Linked DNA regions of Mus musculus: all the other regions are linked to region 3. The links are chromatin contacts, called in public Hi-C and promoter capture Hi-C maps. All regions are on one chromosome and are shown on one strand. Each heading gives the region's core, a stretch centred on a gene start, on an enhancer-like site or on the middle of the called end of the contact. The rest is flanking DNA. Distances are from core to core; before and after follow the strand shown. Region 1 holds the start of Eri3 (exoribonuclease 3). Region 2 holds the start of Ipo13 (importin 13). Region 3 holds the start of Cmpk1 (cytidine monophosphate (UMP-CMP) kinase 1).

Region 1 (3,420 bases), core at 819-3,318, 2.6 Mb after region 3:
TGGAATAGGATCTGCTGAGAGAAACTATTTTCTTTGCTACCCTGGCCAACTGGGTAACACCCTGCCTTGTATATTCACCCCCTCCTTTCCAGCCTCACGTTCTTCTTCCCTGGGCTTAGGCTTCCCAGTTAAGTCTAAGTCTATAACCGTAGTCATTGGATCTGCTCTATTTTCTAGGGTCAGCTGCCGCTGCCTTCTCCTCCTCCTCCTCTTCCTCCTTTCCCTCCTTGTCCTCTTCCTTCTTCTTCTAAGTGTATGTGGGTGTTTTGCTTGCATGGATGTCTGTGCGCCACTTGTATGCAGTGCCTGAGGAAGCCTGAAGAGTGCATTAAATCCCCTAAAACCAGAGTTATAGATGGTTGTGAGCTGCCATGTGGGTGCTGGGAATCAAACTCAGGTCTTCTAGGATAGTCCTAGAATACAGATTCTTTTTTTTTTTTAAGACTTATTTATTATATGTAAGTACACTGTATCTGTCTTCAGACACCCCAGAGGAGGGCATCAGATCTCATTATGGACAGTTGTGAGCCACCATGTGGTTGCTGGGATTTGAACTCAGGACCTTTGGAAGAGCAGTCAGTGCTCTTAACCGCTGAGCCATCTCTCTAGCCCATTGTTTTACTTTTTATATTATCTTTTCATTGCCCATCCCTTCCATTTCCTTTCCTATAGAAAAGCTCCTTGAGGATATGGATTTTATATGTCTTACCATGAAACCATCAGCAACAGACAGTGCCCAATTCTGAAGTATAAACACGCATTGACGAATGGGCCAATCCAGGTTAATGTTTATGTAACGATAAGAAGAAGAAGCTCCAGTTTTAGTTCCAAGATTTGGGGACAGGCAATCGTGGCTCTCCTTTTCTCAGTTGGGGTGAGTGATATCTGTCTCTGTTGCAGTTTACTCCTTCATTTGTCAGAAACACATTATTGCATAGCTGCTCTATGACTGACACCATACTGGGTATAAGCCATGCAGCATGAACAATATGGAAATGAATAGCTATCTTAAACGAGTTTCAATTCCTGGGAGAGAGATGGCAGGGAGACAATTGTAAAGTGCTGTGCTCAGTTCTGTAGGTTCACAGTAGAACCATCTAACCCATTATGTGCATGAGATTAAAGAAGGCATTCTCTGATATGGGGATTACAGGCATTTCCAGCTCAGGCAGGAACCATTATATTAAGATCTCAGAGGTGGCAGGGTCCAGAACTGATATTAGCTGTCTTAAAGGAAAATAGCAGGTGGCAGACAGAGGAGCTTGGTAACTGAAGATGGCTCCTAAGATGGATCTGACTGAGAGGCTGTCAAAATCACCAGTGGCTTAAGACTGATGCTTCCCATTTCATAACGTGGATTCCCAGAGAAGCACAGCTAAGATGGAGACACTCACCCATCGCTTTAGGTGAAGTTCTCCCCAGCTGCCTGGAGAGACTGACTGTGAAAGACCCACTACAGCTATGGCCAGAAACCTTGTTAACCCTGACAGTTCCTCTGAGGGCCTCAACAAGCCAGAAGCTTCCTCCTCAGAAAGGCCCTTCAGAAATCTCAGCATTTTCTTTTTAGCTGAATTCGCCTCCCTTCTTTCCAGATTTCCCTCAGGCCCGCATCAGAAAGTAGATAACGATTACTTGTTGACAATGAATCACAGAAAAGTGTCGCCTAAAGAGAATGTCTCCTAAGCCCATACTCACCGAATGCCTACAGTCAAGGTGGGGAAAATAAGTAGAGCATCTGGGTCATTTTAGGCCTGACGAAGATTTCGGGTTATTTTATTATTATCATTTATTTATTTTTTAAGAAAACCCCTTTCACTGTTTAGAAGTGACCCTCCCTTTCTCTTTTGAATACGTGGCTCCTCTAAACTACAAGTCCCACAAGGCCCAGAGCCAACGGTCACCATCTTGACACACCTTAACGCGCATGTCGGCGGGAGAGAGAGCGTTTGGAGAGAAGAAGCCCCGCCTTACTCCAGCTCATTGGCCAAAGGCGCTAGCAGCGGGCTCAGCGGTTGGCTACCACGCCCGCCCGTCCACCGCGTCGGTCGGGGTCAGAGTGCGCGGAGGTGAGTCGGTGTGTTGTGGACTCGTGGTGCTGGCTGCCGCTGTTGAGGCTGCCTGGAACGGGCTGTGGGAAGCGGGCGGAGCTGGCCCTGCTTCTGCCTGGCCAGCGCCGCAGGCGGCGCGGGCCGTGCCCGCTGCCGTCAACTGCCCGGAGCGTCTGCTGAGGCCGAGGGAGACGCCGGGGCCTGCACCTGGAGAGAGCCTGCCGTGCTGGCCCGGAGGAGGGGGCGTTGCCATGGCGACAGCCTCTCCGGCAGCTGACGGGGGGCGGGGGCGGCCCTGGGAAGGAGGGCTGGTCTCCTGGCCCCCTGCCCCTCCCCTTACGCTTCCCTGGACCTGGATGGGCCCGAGCTGGGGGCAACACCCTGGGGTGGGTGAGATTGAGAGGGCCCCCAGCTTGGGCCCTGGTTAATGCATGCGGGGTGTGGGTCGTGGCGCGCACACTTAAGGAGCCTGGGATTCTGGCCTGGTGCTCACCCTGGATGTTAGAACTCTGGGCGAAGGGATAGCTGGGGAGGGCGGTGGGGGAGCTCGGCTTTGCGAGAGAGACTGGGTGAGTTGATGAAAGGGCCTGGTTTGAGATTTCTGGAGAAGGAGAGAGGTTTGACCAGATAAAGTAGAAGATTAAGGAATTATTTATAGACTACCCCCTCCGCATCTTGGCACAGGCACACATGCTAGCACTTTACTTCCTTGTAAGTCACAAGCTGTGGGTAATAATGGTGGACAGAGGTGGACAGAGTGGAGAAAGAGCCTTAACCCAGGTAGCTTTTTGTATGTCTTTATTGCAAGTGGTCCAGCAACAGGTGTCTTCTTAAAACAAAGAAAGCATGACTTGGGTTGAGTTCTTGTGAAATGTCAGCTGCTCGACGTTGGCCTGGAAGATGCTGGGTATGGGGCCCCTCATCTGGAGATACAGAGCTTGCCCCTCAGGCTGGATTTCGCAATGACTGGGGCCAATAATTGTCTCTGACCATTTTTGTGGCTTGCATTTGCTAGTGCATTTCATTGGTTTCCCAGCCCAAGGGCAGCAAAACATGAATCCCATTGGCCAAAGACTAAGCTATTTAACTGTAGTAGATTGTGATTGGCCGAATGATTTTTGACTGTAGAGTTTGTACCAGAAAACTGGCTTCATCAAATTCAGCTTTATTCTGACTTTATCATACACAGTATACCTTGTTTTAGTGGGCTCGGTCTTGGACCTTAAGTATATTATACTTGAATCGCCCACCATTTAAAAGCCAATTTATAACAGTGACTTGGAGTGTGACTCCACTAATGTATGCCTGTGATCTTGGTTAGAAACCCACTTGGCTGCCTGTCGGCAGGTGCTGCCTGGGGGAAGGGAGCTGC
Region 2 (3,904 bases), core at 410-2,909, 2.9 Mb after region 3:
CCCTGAAAGCCAGTTATGGCTACTGTCCCTTGTACAGCCAGCCACTCAAGGAAGCAAAAGGAGACAAGAGACCGAACAAGAAGATATGTGTTCTCAACATTTGTTAGGTAAACAAGCCTCAAGAACAACAAATGTTTTTCTATGACTGCCCCTTGCTATCCAGTAGGATACCCCTACCTCTCGGATCATCCTTGGGAGTATTGGGGGTGGGGCGGGTGCATTCCTGCATTCCAGGCTGCTGGGAGAAGAATAGAATAGAAAAAGATGGCCTGGGCAATGGAGAAGTCTGGAAGGAGGCCATGGCAGAAAGCCATGTGGGCAGGTAAGGAAGGAAGGGCCCTGTAAAGTTGCCAGCAGAGCCAAGCCCCTTGGACCCAGCACAAAACAAGAGAGCCAGGCACACTCCTGCCTGTCCAGGACCGGTTTGACTTCCATCCAATAAGGAAAAGACCCTTTCTGAAGATAAATGAACATATAACTCAGACGGGTTTAGCTCCAGATATCTTTGTGAGCCTTTGACTGAAAAAAAGTGAGTCGGGTCCAGGATCATTCAGCATCCGTGTGGTTTCTAACGTGGGGGTGGGGGTGGCTGAGTGGCAGGTCTTGTGAGTTTCTGGTTCCCTCCAGAACTCCGCCTGCTTTTCTCCTGGATCTGGGCAGGAGCCGATTTGGTTATAAGTCTAAACCCTTCAGCACCCTACAGGGAACAACCTAAGATCCTAGAGTATCTATCCGAAAGGGGACCTGTGTCTACAGAAAGCCCAAAATAGCCCATTAGGCACTGCAACACTGCTGTCCAAGCCGGCTGCCCAAGAGAGATGGTAAATACCAGGTGCTCTGGGGGCATCATCCCAGCGGGCACTGAGCCCGCGTCTGAGCTTTGGCATTAGTGTCAGTCCCCAGAACTTCTGCTCTGTCACTGGAGTGCCCACCCCAAGGCCCTCATACCTTCTCCACGTTCTCCACAGTGAAGTCCAAGGCTGGTGCTGCTCCAGCCCCTGCAGCCCCCAGCTGCTCCTCCCGCCGCTCCATCTTTGCTCCCTGCCTGGCAGGGAGGTGGACCCTGATCTCTTTCTTGCCCCAGCCCTTTGGCTGTCGGCCCCCTGCTAGACCCCGGCTTGAGTACCCGGGAGGTGGTGGGATGAGGGGATGCCCAGGGCGGGCATGGCTGCCGAGGCCTGCCCACCTCGTTTGGAGGGGGAGTGGGTTGCAGAGGTCAAAAGATGTGCTCTTCGGAAAGGGACCCGCTAAGGCGGCTCCCAGAAGGGAGGCGTCCGTGAGGTACTCCCAGACAAGGGTCCTAGTGGGAGGTCACAGCTCTGTCCCTTGAATCAAAAGTCATAGGGGAGGGAGGCCTATAGGGGAAACAGAGGCCCTGGCCCGTGAGGGGTCACAGAATCAACGGCCTGTACCCATAACACCCCAGTCTGGACGAGCTTCTAGATGCTATGAGGTCAGGGGGGCTGGGAGATCACCCGGGAGAGAGCCCTTCGCGAGATACGGAGACGTCCAAGGAAGCACGGGATTGCAGTTTCGTGAGTCTGGGGCAGAGTCGGTAGAGTTGGGGGACTGAGATAGGTCCCCTCCGTTCGCCTGGCCCGCGATCTGTTCGCCTCCCGGCGTTGGCCCCGCTACGGTCGCTGCCTCCGCCCCAGTGACTGACAGACAGGCCGGCCCGGCCGGGACGGGGCGGGGACCTCAGCAAGACTCGGGCTGTCCCGAGCGCCTGTCGCCAGTACCACCAACTTAGGCCCCCACCCACGCTTGTCCTGGCCCGGCACGGCCAAGCACATCGAGACACGGCACGGCGGAACTACGCGGAAACTCATTCCGGGTCTTTGGCCCTGTCCTCGTGCTAGCTCGCGCGCCCCCGAACAGGCGACGGAACGGCACACCGCCAGGGGCCCCTGCCTGAAGCAAGGACCCGCCTCTATGCACCCTGGGAAATGTAGTTTTCGTCGGACCGGAAGGTGGCTCCTGAGGAGGGAGGCTTGGAGCACGTGGGTTGGGGGTCCTATGGAACCCTATCCTATTCTCGGCTTAGGGCAGAGGACCATCTTGCTCAGTCACATTGCCTAGGAGTGCAACTCTTGCGAAGACGTGATTCATGGGGCCTTTGGGTGGAGTTGGAAGCCAAGAATGGAGGGGAGAGGGTCACGTTTGGTCGGCGCTCAGGCACAGGGAACTGGTTGTGTTGGTGACCATCAGCACCCGCTAAAGAAGAGGAAAGATAGGAGTTACTTGGTGCCCCACAATTAAAAAAAAAAAAAAAAGCACTGTGGATCTGCTCGGGAGCAACCGGGAAATCATATTATTCTGCGCGCGCGCGTGTATGTGTGTGTGAAACGAGGAGGAGAAGGGAAATCGTTAAGGTTTTCATTATGTTTCAAGTAAGAATAGCTCATGGCTTTACCTTAGGTTTTGTTCTCTCTCTATTCTGCTGTGGCGGGTTGGTTTGTTTTGAGATGGAGTCTCTTGCCTTGGGGTGGGGAGTGTACCTCTTTAATCCCAGCACTCCCGGGATTACAGGAGTGTGCCACCAAGATGGGTGTCTGAAGTGCTGTGCCTCCCGCGCACCCTGTCAACTGAACCACATCCTCCACCTTCTTTGTTTTCAAGCGGGGATCTCACTATGTAGCCCGGGCTTGAGTGGGTATTTTTATTCATTGTCTTCAGCTAAAATGGGGAAATTGAGGTTGGAGGAAGGCAAGCCCTGCTCCCAGCAGGCACTTCCTCTCCATGCTCAACTTTTTCTTTCCTTGACTCCTGTCAGCAGGAAAGGAAATGATTTCAAACAGAAGGATCTTTCTTTTTCTTTTCTTTTCTTTTTTTCCAAGACAGGGTTTCTCTGTGAGGCCCTGGCTATCTTGAAACTCTGTAGACCAGGCTGGCTTCCAGCTCACCGAAACCCACTTGTGTCTGCTTCCAAAGTGCTAGAATTAAAGTTATGTACCACCATGCCCAGCCTAAAACTTTTTTTTTTTAGATAAATTATATTAAGCTCAATTTGGGCTTACTATATGGCTTCTCTCTCCTTATTGACTAAACTCTTCCCAACACAGCCTTCTAGCAGTAGCAAAGTTGGGTAAGAATAAGAAGGGCTGGCATACCGTCAGGAGGAGCAGCAATTTTGTAAACCTGGGGAGGAAACAGATTAAGACAAGAGCTGGAGTCACTATACAGGGCTTTACATGTGTCCCACCACACCAGGTGACACTTGTGCTCTAAGGGAGGAAGCTGGCTCTGGAAGTAGCTGCTGAGGCCAGAGAAGGTCGAAGAAACTTGACAAGATCTTGACGAATCCTCAAAGCCTGGGAAGGAGAAGGACTCACTTGGCTGCTAGAGGAAGTCCATCCATCACAATGAGTCAGCAAATCGTTGTCCAAAAGGAAAAAAAGAAAATGTTTTAAGCGTTTTAAAGAAGCCAATTGGATCCCTGTGAGTTTGAGGCCAGCCTGGTCTACAGAGTGAAGTCCAGGACAGCCAGGGCTACACAGAGAAACCCTGTCTCGGAAAAAAAAAAAAAAAAAAAAAGCACCAGCTGCTCTTCCAGAGACCTGGGTTCAATTCCCAGCACTCACAAGGTGGTTCACAACCGTTTTAGGGTTTCTATTGGTGTAACAAAACACCATGACCAAATTTGGCAGGAAAGGGTTTATTCATCTTACAATCCCATATTATAGTCCATCTCTGGAGAAGCCAGGACAGGAACTCAAGCATGGCCAGCCAGTCTGCATACCAGATGCTATCCTCAGAGATCTTTGGCCAGCCAAGTCGTGCGCAGAGAAGAGCAGCAGAGGGCTCAGCTAGCAAGCAGAGGTTCAGGGACGAAGCTGCTAGTGGTGAAAGCCTTGGGAGAGCGTTCTCTTCCCAGGAATTGTTACAGCTCTTGTGACAGATGCTC
Region 3 (3,998 bases), core at 1,048-3,547:
CTTCAGCTCATGTAACTGCTCATCAAGGACTCTGTAAGTAACAGGTATTAACAGGATTAGCAACTATCATTTCACCAAGTAGAAATACCAGTCACTCAGGACAGACATTTTTCATCCAGTGGAGTAATGGGGGAATTATCAGATTGAGTACAGACATTTAAGGACATAAGTTCAGAAAAGTATTTGGATGCACTCAATATGAAAGTCATAAGCCAAGTTTTAAAATGTAATGCACCTTTAGGGGTTGGAGAGTTGGCTTAGAGGTTAAGAGCACTGACTGCTCTTCCAGAGGTCCTGAGTTCAATTCCCAGCAACCACATGGTGGCTCACAACCGTCTGTAATGGGATCCAATGCCCATTTCTGGTGTGTGAAGAGAATGACAGTGTACTCTCTTTAAAAAAAAAAAAAAGTAATCCACCTTTAAAATAAAAATGACCAGTTGCAGATAGTTATCTTATACCCAACCTGCTGTTCCTTGCAGTACATTAAATCAACCTGGTGTCTTTCTAAAAATAAATTAAATGACCAATATAATAAAACCAGGAAGCTTAAACATTTGCATCTATGTGCAGGTGTGAGACCTCATTTAGCAGTCACAGATACAAAACAAGACATTTCATTTCTATTTTCTCCCTTCTTACAAAGTAACTTAGGCTAAAAGTAACTTCTCTGGGGCTAGGAAAAACAATAGCAATCTCTGGGGCTAGGAAAAACAATAGCAGGGTCAGGTCTTGAACTGCTTACCTGTTTTGACTCACTCCCTCCTTTACCATGCTATCTATATTTTAATCATTTTACTTATAAACTGAAACCATCCACTTGTCATTTGGCTTTCTAATAGATAAAACAAACAGAAGTAAAAATAAGGAGAAAAATTCTATGTGCTTTGTGATTAAACTGATTTTCCAAAGTTATCTGTAATTCTAGACATAACTGTAAAACACACAACTTTTAGACCACATTACTTTATTTATCTGTGGTTGTTCTTTAGAGAATAGACTATAGGGCAGGAGCTGAATATATGAACGTGGAAAAAAATACAAAGCAAATATAGGCCACGGCTTATAGGAAAAGAAGAAATTATCAAGTTCTGGGTCAAAACCTTTTATCAAGCACTCAATTTAAAGGTGAATGTTGGGTGTTTTTCCCCAACCCTGCCATTTCTTTCTGATTGTCTTGTTTTCCTTTAAAACACTGCCCAAGACAGTCCATTAAGCCTTCCTCACCGCATCATTACAGCTCATAGGGGCTAGAAAAAACAAGACAGTCCATCACTACAGCTAACACGGGCTAGAACCCATACCTGCTTGAGTTTAAAGTCTTTGCCTCTCTCCGTGTACATGCCACCCCTGACCTCAAATACTAAAAGAATGGAACTGGTAAACTTATGTCAAAACTTTAATTGTATTTAGTTATTTGTGTGGGCAAACCCTTGAGCTCTAGAGTGAACATCATAGGACAACTCGCGGGAGTGGGGTTGTGGTTCTCTGTGGGTCTCAGGGATGGAACGTGGTGGTAGGCGCCCTTACCCGTTCAGCCATCTCTGCAGTCCTAAAGCAAACATTATTTAAAAAATGATAAGAGGATTTTATAGTTGGGTGGTGTTTTACTTTCTCGGAGAGCAGAGTTTTTTATTTGCTTAGACAACTGAGGTTCACTGAGAGTGAGTGACTCACTCGCCCAAGGAAAAGGGCGTGAGTTGTCAGCTGGGCCAAAGGTTAGCGCCTGGGCTCTCACAAATCCGGCACTTTAACTACCACAAGATCCGGGTCGGGTTCCTCGAGGCCGGTTAGCCGGAGACTGACAGCCAGAGATGTAGCGAGAAGACCCGGATCCCAGGAGTGGAAGCAAGGGCGCGCGGAAACAAAGCACTCGTAGACTCGACGCCCCTCGGCCCGGGCGCGCGGTGGCCGTCGGGACTCGTAGTCCGCTCCCCACAGCGAGGGGCGCGGCCGCCAACGCGGCTGCTCCCTCCGGCCCCGGCCCGCTCCGCTCAGCCCGGGAGCTCTCCGTCGCCCTCCCGCACGGCCTCACCTCGACAATGCGCGCGCACTGGGTCCCCTTGCCCGCACCGGGCCCGCCCAAAACGAACACGACCAACGGCTTCATGAGGTGGAGAGGGAAGAGCCGCAGTGTGCGGGTCAGCGGCGGGCAGCTCGGGACCAGGACGTGCGGGAGCAGCCGACGACAGCTGCTCAGCATACAACGCGCTTCTGACAGCGGCCGGCGCGGCGGCGCGGGCGGGGCGGCAGGGAGGGGGCGGGCAGAGCGGGCGCCGGGGCCCCGCCGCCAGCTGCCGGCCGCCGTGACAGGAAGGGGCGGGGCCTCCGTGCGCTGCGCCAGCTTCCGCTCGCGGTTCCGGTTCTTCCTAACGTGGCTGGAGACCCAAGGCATTTCAGTTTCAGAACCTGGATTGACGTTTAGGCAGACCAGTGGTTCAATCTCCCGGGTTTCCCTTTCCCAAGAGAAGCGGCCTAACCGAAGAGGCAAGCACAGGAGTCAGTAGGAACAACGGCATTGTTGGGAAGGAAACCAAAGGAAAATGAGAACAGTTTGAGGTTTGCAAAGAAGGCCTCTAAAGAGGTGACCTTGGAACCAAGACTTGAGGACTGAAAAGAGCAGAGACTTGGATGCAGTGACCCGCCAAGAGAGAAGGGCATGTTAGAAGGTTAGGGCTGGATAAGTGGAATGGAAAGTCATTAATGGAGAGTTGAGTCGGTTATGGAAAAGCACTTAGGTTATATTCTAACCGCAGGGAAAGACTTTAAGCTTAGCTCTGTTACCCTGACTCGGGCCATTAGGGAAAACTCTGAAGAGAGAAGAAAAAGAGTGAAAACTGAGCCTGGATGAACACAAACCTTTGAAAATTGGAGTCGGCAGTGGTAGCATTTTCATGGAGTTTTTTATAGTAACAGAACAAAGCTATGAATCATGGCAATTTTTTTTTCAGATAACTTGGTAGAGATGGTTTCTAGCAAAGCTGGTACTGTTATTGGCCCCAGATGCCAAATGATGACGAGAGGGATGAGACAAGCTGATCCAAAGGTAGTGAGTTATCTCAATGGATGGTTCACAATCAGTTACAGATTAAACTTCCTTCCTCCTCACTGCTGCACTTGACTAGAGATAGAGTAAGACAAAGCCCACCTACCTCAGAACTCCCCCAGTGTGCTTTAAATTGGGCCTGCAAGCTCACTTCTCGGTCTTTCTTGGTAATGGGAGACCCCAGCATGCTGAACTTCTGCAAAATAAAACACTCTTTGTATTTACATACTTTTTGAATCCAGGGTGTCATTCTTTGAAAAGTCATGGACCCTTACAATCACATTCTTAGCCTTTGGGTTTGGAAGCTAGGATTCTGTTTGTATGTTACAAATGGACTTACCTAATAGTCACAAGAATGTTAGGTCACATAGAGGTGAACAATAAATGGTTGATTGGGGGCTAAGATAGATAATTTGGCTTTGGACCTACAATATTCCAGCTCCCCAAATAAGAAACCTGAAGTCAAAGGCTGAAGCAGGAAGATGATAGGTTTGAAGCCTGACTGTATTCCCAGCACTTGGGAGGCAAAGGCAGATGGAACTCTGTGAACTCAAGACCACCCTCATCTGGTTTACACTTTTAAGGTCCAGACCAGCCAGAGCTACATAGACTCCCATCTCCAAAACAATAATGAAACCCAAACAGCTCGATACAAAATTATATTTGCAGCAGCTGGTAGGTGGAGGTATGAAAAGAAGTATTTCACAGCCAGCTTCAACTACATAGCAAGTTCCAAGTCAGCTTGGGCTACATGAGACCCTGCTTAAAACAAAAAACAAACAAACAAAAAAATTTCAAAGCCAAAATAGGCCCAAGAATATTTAGCAATAAGAAGCAAGGAGCTTCCAGGTTTGTGTTTTTGTGCATGGAAAAACAGAGCACTTGAGACTTGAAAGAAACAAAACTAGTCCTGACTCTCTGTATTACCAACAGAAAGTAAGTGCCTTGTCTG

The links. Promoter capture Hi-C pulls out the DNA fragments that hold promoters and counts their contacts. Hi-C and Micro-C count contacts between places; a contact is called where the count stands out from the background.
Region 1: a contact with region 3 is called in a promoter capture Hi-C map of pre-B cells, with 2.3 times the contacts expected there. The contact joins the promoter of Eri3 here to the promoter of Cmpk1 in region 3. A contact is called at or near these places in 1 of 39 promoter capture datasets (pre-B cells), 1 of 484 Hi-C or Micro-C datasets (CD4 T cells) and 1 of 9 other capture datasets (liver).
Region 2: a contact with region 3 is called in a Hi-C map of CD4 T cells, with 3 times the contacts expected there. The contact joins the promoter of Ipo13 here to the promoter of Cmpk1 in region 3. A contact is called at or near these places in 1 of 39 promoter capture datasets (pre-B cells), 1 of 484 Hi-C or Micro-C datasets (CD4 T cells) and 1 of 9 other capture datasets (liver).

Annotation. Positions count from the first base shown.
Region 1 is chr4:117,548,297-117,551,716 of GRCm38.p6, forward strand. Eri3 (exoribonuclease 3) reads left to right here and starts at 2,069. Exons shown (of 9, transcript NM_080469.4): 1 at 2,069-2,434. The coding sequence starts at 2,300.
Region 2 is chr4:117,913,340-117,917,243 of GRCm38.p6, forward strand. Ipo13 (importin 13) reads right to left here and starts at 1,660. Exons shown (of 20, transcript NM_146152.3): 1 at 949-1,660. The coding sequence starts at 1,032.
Region 3 is chr4:114,984,931-114,988,928 of GRCm38.p6, forward strand. It overlaps Cmpk1 (cytidine monophosphate (UMP-CMP) kinase 1), which reads right to left and starts at 2,298. Exons shown (of 6, transcript NM_025647.3): 1 at 2,036-2,298. The coding sequence starts at 2,203.